2 separate regions of the Mus musculus genome follow, and region 2 is linked to region 1. The links are chromatin contacts, called in public HiChIP or PLAC-seq maps. All regions are on one chromosome and are shown on one strand. The core of a region is the stretch at or near the end of the contact, and the rest is flanking DNA. Distances in the headings are between cores, read along the strand shown.

Region 1 (4,984 bases), core at 669-3,168:
AAGAAATAAAACCACAAGGTTAGACTGTGAGCCTTATTCATAGTTGGTTAGGATACTACCCAACACACACACATACATACACACATACACACACACATACACCACACACACACACACACACACACACACACACACGCACACACACATACACCACACACACACATACACACACCATGGTGAGGCATATTAAGTAAAGCACTAATGTATATACAATTTAGCTTTCAGGATTTATAAGATTATTTTCAGATATTAGGGATGAGAAGTCAATTTAAAATGATGTGTTATTAATAATAAAAATTGTTATACTGGTGCTTTCTAAGTTCAAGCTGTCCTATGTGTTTGTGTGTGTGTGTGTGTGTGTGTGTGTGTGTGTGTGTGTGGAGTGTGGAGTGGGTGAGTATGTGTGTGTGTCCACCCAAGACCAAAGGAACTCTTTCCCCTGTTTGCAGTTGCTTGAGAATTTTCCACGAACCACCTCCCTTTTTTTGTCAAATGCACCTTATGACATTATACAACTCTGGAGAGATGCCACTACTTAAACCTCTAAATAGTGCACATGGTCAAATTAACCAGATCCCAGCACCAAGAGCCACCAGTTGCCCGTTCTACAGAGCCTGTCTCATGTCAGCTGGGCAGGAAATACCAGATTCCAAAGGCTGGAATGAAAGAAAGCCCAAACCAACCACAGAGTTACAAAATCAGCCATCAATTTGTCTAATTAAAACTCCATTTAATATTTCATTAAAATGGAATTCTGGTGGTCTCAAGAAATATGCATTTAAAAGAGCTATGTAGCCACTTCTTAAATACCTATCATGACTTACAGAGACCGGCTACGGCCAATGATCCTGGGCTTAAGGTTCCTAAAGAATCATGCATTTTCATATATTTTAGCCAAGAACTTTACCAAAAGAACCTCTCCGTGACCATCGCACCACCTGGAGCGTGGGCCGAACTTTTCATTTTATTTCTCTCTTTGGCCAATAGATGGCAACCTCTATTGGGCAGGAGAATCAGATTCAGAGCAGGCAGGCAGGCATGTCCTCCCTCCCACCAAGACCCAGCACATTTTTTCTTTTTTTCCTTTTAAGCATTGAGCTATTTCATAATGAATTAGTGAGCAAGAAAACAAAATATTTTTAAGTTATTTTGCTATTGCAACTCTGACTTTGTAAAGGAAAATGGAGTTCTGAAAAACCAAAGGTTTTCCTCAAAGAGGAAATGGACACACTAAATGGACAAAGCAGAAGTGAACTGCAGCTCTGGGTATGGTTTTGCCAGTACTATGCCCTCTGAAGATACAGTATGGAGTCAACTAAACTCTGCCTAACAGATCCATGACCCTGGAATGGTTTATACCTAAGTGGCACAAACAGTTGGGCCTGATTGCCTATACTTATAATTCTAGCTCTAGAGAAGCTGAGGCAGGAGGATTATCATGAGTTTAGAGGTCAGCTTGGGTGTGTGTGTGTGTGTGTGTGTGTAAAGTATTAGTCTCCTAGGACTAAAGAAGAACAGTCTTGGAAAACAAAACAAGAAACAAACAGAAAACAGAACTAGATACTATTGAAGCAGGCAAAGGAAAACATGAGTAGAGACTCCTAATGAGCATCATTCAAGCAACAATGTTCCATGTTAAATGAAAACTCTGTGCTAAGAAACGAAACCATTCCAGGTTCCAGGGTGCCTGCGCCTGGGAAAGCACCGAGCTGTGGAGAAAAACGCATTTTGCCACAGAACACAGCTGGTCCTGTCTGCCTTCCACGGACGAGGAGGAGAACTCTCAGGTGAGGTAGAAGAGGCAGCTGGTCTAAACATGACAATTCTGCTGTCATTTCTCCCTCAAACACCGACAAAGAGAGCGTCGAAGCGTTTGCTATCTCCCATGATCTCCTGCTTTGTGCGTGGTTTCAGCTGTTTAACTTGGCCCTTGGCCTCTATTTCCTGTGGCCGGGCAATCTCAATTCCTTTCATTTTCGTCAGGTTCAAACATATCACTTAAGTCTAAGAAACACTGAGTGTGTGTGTGTGTGTGTGTGTGTGTGTGTGTGTGTGTTCAATGTGTCCTTTCTGTTTTGAGAATTATCATCAATGAGCCTTAGGTCCTGGGGTCTTCTGGGAGTGGAGGTGTGTCTGAGAGAGCTCCCACACAGCTCATTCCTGGCCATCGATCCCATTTTACAGATGAGAAAGCCAAGGCTATGTATGTTATGGTACCATCTTTAGGTCATGCAGCAAATACTTCACAGTGACTAAGACGGACTCTCAGCCAAGGATGCCACTGGAAGTTTTTAATGCCTGACTTATTTACAAGTTCACCATGTAACTGAGACCATAGTGCAATGGCTACCCCTTTGGCTGTACAATAGCAGAAACCAATCTTCATCCCAGGCACTTTACACCAGATTCAAGGGCGCACACATAATAAATGATGCAGAAGCCAAACAGTTTGTCTTTCTTTTTTTTTTTTTTTCCTCTAAAGTATATTTGTACAAATTCCCAAATGTCCCGAAAAACTGTTCCTACTGCTGACTGTGTCCGTTTTTACTCTAATTAAGAACTGTCAAAGACAACTGGGAATGGCCAATGTACTTGAGTAGTCTAAATTGCTTTGTTCTACAGATTCTCTTTGGCGAGAAAACGAGATGGGTAACAAGGATTGTTCTGTGCTATACATGGAGGATGTTGAGATGGGATCTTCCATCCCAGAGACAGCAGCTAGGTCTGAGAGTCAACCTGAGGCGCGCCACTTGGATGCCCGGTTTAATCCCGACAGGAACTGTGAGTGAGTTCCCCCTTCCATTCTGCCCCTTTTCGTAAGAGGCTGAGAGAGTTGCCTCTGTGGATTTCCCAGAAACTCTGTCAAACCCACGGGAGGGGCAACGCAACAACAGCATCTGACAGAGTTTTAAAGAGAACACAGCAGAAGTAAGCGCTGCTCTTTACCTCTGCTTCTAGTCACCTGTATTGATCAGAGCAACTCAAACGAGAACCTTTCTCCAGAAAGGACACTGATTGCTCTGCCACTATTACTGGAAAACGAAAAACATCAACAACAATAGGTCTCACCAGTTAACTCTCCAGAAACAGTTAGCCAGCTAATCAACACAACATTAATATATTTAGCATGAGTTATGATTGTGGTTAAAGCTAAAACGTCTTTTTGGTACCCACAAAAATTTAATTTATTACTTGACGTAAAATAAAATATGCAATTAGAAAAAAATTTTTTCCATGAAGCCCACTGAGTGTAGCTTAATATTTCTAATTAAAATAAATAAGCCCCAACGTCTTTAATTATGACCCATTTAGGTAAGACTTTCGACACATGCTTTCTGCTAAATCCTACTGAAAGAAAAAAAAAAAATTTCCATCACTCAGGCCTGTCTCCACGTAAATATACTCAATTGCTTCATGCTTCTGATTTTTTCTTCTACTAGGTATCCAGAAAAAGAAAACCTCGTTAAATCATTTCAATTTTAAAAGGTTTTAATATAAACAGAAAACTAAAAACACCACTCAGGATTTCAGCGTGCAGAACTTTTATTTGCCCTTGATAAGCACATATTGTCACTTTTATGTATCTGTCAAATCCACAGGAACGTAATCCCAACAGAGAATATAATGAATGTAGTCACAGAAAACTCCAAATTAATGATTTAATTTAAACTTCAGCTGTTTAATCTTTTCACTGTAAGAGACCAGAATATTTTATGCTTGATCCCAGAGGATTAGGTAGTGACCATAAAGAAAGGAAACTGGGGTTATGGGGTTACTCAATTGTCCATGAAGCCTAAGAAACCATTTTATTTGACGGCAGAGGGAGGTTGAGACAAGTTTTCTCTGTGTGACCCTGGCTGTCCTGGAACTCACTCTATAGAACAGGCTGGCCTCAAACTCAGAGAGTCATTTGCCTCTGCCTCCCCAGTGCTGGGATTAAGGGTGTGACCCACTAAGGTTCAACTAAGGAACCATTTTATACACTTTCAATTAAGCAGTCCTTTGTCGCTTGGGTCCACTCGATTGTGCAACAATTGGCAGGCTGTCCACTCTGGGTGCCAAGGATGATCAGCCTCTGATCCGAACAGCACCTGCTTTATGTGGAAGGCTGGGGCTGGGGCCAGCCTCGCAGCAAGGCGAGTTTTTGGTAGCGAGCATGCTGAACCAGTCTCTTCCACAACCTGTTGACAATGGCTTACACTTATTTTCTCCAGCAGTCATTTGGGAAAGATACAACTACTGGTGCAAACTCCTACTTAGCTAGGCTATTCCTGCCCTGTGCTGGAAACAGAAATCTATTTTTTAATATTTTATTTAATAGTTATACCTGCATATACATTGATCAAAGTCCACTCTTTCCTCGCCTCCACTACACTTCTCCCAACTTCATGTTGTTCTTTCTTTTTCTTTTTCTTTTTTTTAATTTCCCCCAAAATTTCTGCAGATGTGTGTTACACGTCCCATGAAGGCTGCAGCTCAAGAAAGCAGGGGCTCACACACCAGTCACCCACTGCAGCACTCAGAGCTTCCCAACCGTCCCTGCCCTCTTCTCACTGAAACTTCCCTTCAAGAATTTTGTAGGTTATGACCTCTATGGAGGGCTCTTCCCAGAACTGAATTTTCTCTGAGGAAAATCTTCTCATCTTCTGGGAGTTCATAGGACAGGGTGATTTTTTTTTTCTTAAACAGGAAATGAACAACAAAACTTTGCAAAGTTTTATATGTCTGATCGCAGCAGCAGAACAAATCTTGCCTTAATCGACATTCTCCTTCAGCAGTTAGAATCCAGTAGGTCTTACGTGCCTATCACTAAGGTTTAGAACTTAACAGTTCTCCCCATCCTGAGGCAGAAAGCAGCTTTCCCATAATACAGAAGAGCACAGGGTTCAAAATGGGTTTCCCTCCTTCATCTTGGCCCTTTGTGGAAACTGTGACAGTAGACCAGTGGGAATTCTGGCAGGAAGCAAGTCTCATCAGAGACTGA
Region 2 (4,984 bases), core at 1,566-4,065, 410 kb after region 1:
GACCACATCTGAGGTATCTATCTGCTGATCACTGTTAAAAGCTTATTGAACTGTGTCGAAGGGAAACTTTTACAATGATCAGGGTTGGAAGTCTTTATGATTGTTATGAATGAGGCAACAAAAAGAAAATAGTCACAGGTTTTTAAGTAAAGAATAAAATCTTGACTGAGAGACATTGAGGCTCAGTTAATTGGTAAATGCAGAGGGCAGGAGTCGCTGGGCAGCCTGAAAGCTGGAGAGTTAGTTTGGTACCACATGACTCACGGAGCAAGGGCTTTTCTTAGAGCATCGCTGGCCACTGGATCTTTAATTTTACCTCTTAACTTTCCTTTGTTTTGTTTTGTTGTTGTTGTCTTTCTATCAGATTTTATCCGAATAAAATAATTGTGAGTTCCTGATTCATGAACTGCCATTTTTCCAAAGTCTACAAAAGTCTTACTCTGTTTGTGGTTAAAGCAAGAGCTGAAGAATTTAAAGGCCAGCTCTGTATGCTCTTGGTATGGAGAAAAGGGACTGAAGACAGAACCGAATGAGTTACTTAATAATCATTTGGAGAGTGGTCTCTCTTTTTTTTTTTAGTGGCTATTCAAGATAGCAACAAAATTTTGGTGACCACTGTGTGTTAGCCCGTTGATTACTCACCCAGGCTCATTAGACCAGTTTCTGGCTCCATACTACGGGCGTTGCCTGCATGGGTATTTCACAGCGGTAATGGCAGTTTTTCATCCTGGTCCCTGCACAAACAAGGCAGTGTCCGGCATGAGCTTGAACGACTGTTGTTTAGTCTCACACTTTACCGAAATGTTTTAAAATGTTATCTACTGCAGTTCAAGGTAGTCCGCGTCATGAGAGCTGCTGATTAACGCTGTGAACCTGTGTTTCGCTTTGCTATTGCACCCTGAGGAGAGCTGAGCCTATGACTTCAAGTTTACCAAGCCAAATGTACAGATGACCAGCGAGTTAGCAATGAGAAAGCACATTTGAAAGGCTCTGAAGTCCACTGAAGCTTACACGGATGTCACCGGTACTTAGCTGAGGGGTGATGACGTTGTCCATTCAGGACTGTGCGGCCTGGACGTATGTGAACCTGTGGACAAGCAGGTGCTTCCACACCAAGGCATGGAGGCTCTGTAGCCCTGGATAAGCACACACAGCTGTGACTCCCTCCATTCTCACATTTCTGGGCAGAAAATTCGCCCCAGGAAAATACAGTGTGAGCTGGCAGAGCAAGATATGGTAGACTGAGAAGCAGAGACGGGAGAGGGCAATGGGGTCAAGGCTAATGGCAGAGTAGCGGAGGAGAGGCGACGGTCTGAGATGAGCATCGGGTCTGACAACCCTGCATTATGTTGTCAAATGCTAACCCAAGTGACTCCCACTCTCTCTCTCAGACTGTGGGAAAGAGAGACGGTGACCAAATCTGGGTTCCCACATCATTCTTAGGTGACCGTATCTCTTCAAATGTGAAGCAGGCGATAGATTACATCAGCCTGAGACGTGGAGTGGAATCCAGGTAGAAAGGACCTGATACAGGAAAATGGCGAAGGTTGCCTACACACAATTGCATGCATTGGGAAATTGACTCTCCTGAAAAGCCTCCTCCTTACACTGCCCCACGCATTGACGAAGTTTCCTGTTACCGAGTGTCTGTTCTTGTATATGACATGGCAAGTGACAATAACAGACATGCACACTGGCATACCAGATGTCTGCTGCTTAGAGGGCCCAGCTGTGTGTTACGTATTAGCCGTTAATACAGAAAGGTTCCACAGCAGAAATGGACACCTTCTATACAGAACGCAGTATTGCCCTTTGCTAAGCCCCCATAGTAGTGCTGGCAGGACATCCTACGGAAAATTGCAGCCGCCATATTGCCTTCTGGCCAAACACAGAGCCTCTGCAGCATGACTGAGGGACGTTTAGGCAACACTTCCTTGTTGTCTTCCAACATTTGTCCTTAGGTACCCTAGGGCTGTCCTCCCACCCACACAATCGCCATGATGATGCCAGTGGTGAGCTAGTGTTCCTTTGTTCTCTACTCCAGCCATGCCAACCTTCTTATATGTCTTCCTTATGTGAATATAAGTCCCACATACTTGGAAGCGCTAGGCTACGGGGCAACTCAGGGTTCAGGCTTTGCTTGCACATATCCCATCCACCCTACACCCCCATCCCTGTGGTTTCTTTACACTGTTCTGACTTACTTCCCTTAAAGGTTTTTTGTTGTCTTTGGTTTTTGTTTGTTTGCTTGTTTTTTTGTTTTTGTTTGTTTGGTTTTTTCTACCTAAAAATATAATCTTCAGTCTGGAGAGATGGGTCAGAAGTTAAGAGCACTGGCTCCTCTTCCAGAAGTCTCAGGTTTGATTCCAATACCCAGAGGGTGACTCCGCACCACCTGTGAATCCAGTTCCAGAAGATTCCATTCCTTCTGCCTTCTTCAGGCACCAGGCATGTACATTGTGAAGAGACACATGTGTAGACAAAACGTTCACATAAAATAATTAAACAGATATTCGTCTTCTGGTTATTTTGGTGTTAGTGTTTGTATGCTGTTGGGCTTCTGGTTGGTACTGATTTCTAGTACAGGGCTATGGCTTGATGTATGGTAGAGGAACAAATACTTACTAACTGAATAGATGAAGGGATACATGAAATGAATTCATTGGCTTGGTCTGCATGGCTCAGTGAGGCGGGGTGGGAGAAGTGACTCAATCAGGTCTTTGGATTTCAAATTCCATGCTGTTTCTTGGACACATGGTTGCCTCTATTGCAAAACTTACATTTGGTTTCAGTGTTTATTCCTGAGAAAAAGAAACTAATTGAGACAGGAAACACGGGGCCCCTGTCACATCCTCCTGGGGGTGGAACTGTGTCACAGACTAGCATTTTCTTTTTTTCTTTTCCCCCATTGAAAGTATTGGTTTTTACAAACAACATGCAAAGGTTTGACACCCCACATCACAGCCACTATAGGCACAGATCTTCTAAGTCCTTCTTCATAAAGTTGGGCCATCTCCAAGCAGCCCCCAATGGCAAATAATACCATGGGCAGGGTCTTGAGGAAGACAGTGCCTTCCAGTCTTAATATTAAGTGAGCAGATTATAATCCCGACTTGAGCATGGTGTTCAACCAGTCTCTGTATATGACTTTTCCAACTCCTCCATCTGCACAGCAGAAGCAATCCTGTCCCTTCTGACATTTCCATATCTCTTTCCTCACAGGATACACACACATAAAAGATTAAACACATTTTTAGACCCCATTATTTATTAAGTATGCATTAATGATTTACACTACCATATTAAGAATTTTCAGATATGGAGTGATAATGTGCTCATTATGTAAAATTTTGACGACTAAGCTAAGTGAGAATGCCATTCATAACCTCTGCCAAGCTTATAGATGAGCTGTGGAATCACTTAATCAATCTCAGGAAGAAAAAAGTAGTTACTGAAACTGCATTTCGTATTTCATGATCATATTTTATAAAAGTCACAGTTTAAGTTTTAAGGCATGGACGTGTTTGTGGTATTTAGTTTCGTGTCAATAAACATATCACATATTTACACTTTTGATTTTAAGAATATATCTCACTACACATGTGCATAAATTATAAATGTGCATTTGTACATAACACCTGTTAAAGTCACGAAGAAAATTCAAAATTTTACAGATTTCTATAAAAAGACCCATTTGTCTCAATATCATGCATGTATGAAAATATACATCGAATAGAGGTTAAGCATTTTGTAAGCAACTTTATTATGTCTTTGTACTTGATATTTGTTCAGAGTTCTATTTTCTATTATTATATGATTAGTAGCATACAATAAATAACATTTAACTATTGTCCTACTGACGGCTCTCCTGGAGTTTCTAGTTTTGTTCTCAGCATTAGCATCTCTCTAAGATGGATGGCTCAGTGGATAAGGTGCTTGCACACACATATGAGGATCAAAGTTTAAATCCCGAGAGCCTACATACAAGTTGGGCAAATGTGGAAGCCTCCTGCAATCTCATCACTCAGGAAGCAGAGACCAAGGATTCCTAGAACAGGCTGGCTAGCTAGCTAAATTGGTGAGTTCTGGGTTCTGAAAGTCTTCCTGACTTAATAAAAATAAAGGAGAACACTATCAAGAAAGAATCAATTTCGAGCTTCCATATGCATATGCATGTGCACACACATATATGTCCACCCATACACACATGCATAGACACCACACACATTTGACTTCTAAATATTATTGAAATTAGAATCTTTATGGTTCACATAGGTATCTCTGATTACTTCCTCTTGACTTAAAGATTGACATATATCAATTTCTCAGGCAGCCTTGATACATTCCAACACACACTGTTTTGGAAAGATTGAGCTAATTAAAGAATCACCATTTATCATATTAAAGGCTTAGAATGTCCTCTAAAAGCCCCTGTGTGAAAAAAACTCAATCCTCAGCCATAGTTGCTAATGAGAGAGATTGTAACCAACGAGAGTATAAACCAGTGTAATCTTTAGACCATTGAAGGTACACTTTAAGGGCACTGTGGGATTCCTGTTTTTGCTTTTGGACCATGACCTCTTTGCTCCATTACAATATCCCACTATTGTGTGCTAACCCCTCATATTCCACCAAACAGAGGACTAAAAACAATGTCCATCTAATCCTAAATTGACTATTAAAACTGTGAGCTAAAATAAACCCTTTCTCAGTTTAGAAAGCTGTCTACCAAATGGCTGGCCCTTGCTTTGTTTGCTGTTGCTAACTCATAGGAAAACATGGCATCCAACCCTAATGGTAGTTCAAAAAATTTTAGAGTAATTAAACTGGAGAAGCAGGCCAATAAGTGTCTCTTGTGCTCACACCAAATCCTGGTCTTCAACTGCTGTTAAGTGACTTGACTATAGGTTGCTGTTTTGTGTTTGCTTAGTTTGTTTTTCTTTTGTTTTTCCAGGGAGAAAGTAACAGTGCGCTGGTAAATTAT

What was found. HiChIP or PLAC-seq counts read pairs in DNA pulled down with a chosen protein or histone mark.
Region 2: a RAD21 HiChIP or PLAC-seq map of pro-B cells shows a contact between it and region 1, with 4 times the contacts expected there. The contact joins two enhancer-like sites. A contact is called at or near these places in 1 of 15 datasets of contacts at CTCF or cohesin (pro-B cells), 7 of 484 Hi-C or Micro-C datasets (the G1E-ER4 cell line, Th17 cells, cerebral cortex and 4 more) and 4 of 115 datasets of contacts at active chromatin or transcription factors (bone marrow-derived macrophages, embryonic stem cells, fibro-adipogenic progenitors and 1 more).

The regions. Positions count from the first base shown.
Region 1 is chr13:101,734,918-101,739,901 of GRCm38.p6, forward strand. The region is part of intron 2 of Pik3r1 (phosphoinositide-3-kinase regulatory subunit 1); the gene reads right to left. Among named protein-coding and RNA genes, the nearest start is that of Pik3r1, 31 kb to the right of the region's middle. Within about 2 kb of position 1,919, at least 65 of the 459 cell types and tissues checked have an H3K27ac peak or open chromatin away from gene starts, as enhancers often do. A contact at or near this core is called in granulocyte-monocyte progenitors and pro-B cells, where this site is marked.
Region 2 is chr13:102,141,221-102,146,204 of GRCm38.p6, forward strand. No RefSeq gene overlaps it. Among named protein-coding and RNA genes, the nearest start is that of Gm41044, 130 kb to the left of the region's middle. Within about 2 kb of position 2,816, at least 16 of the 459 cell types and tissues checked have an H3K27ac peak or open chromatin away from gene starts, as enhancers often do. A contact at or near this core is called in granulocyte-monocyte progenitors and pro-B cells, where this site is marked.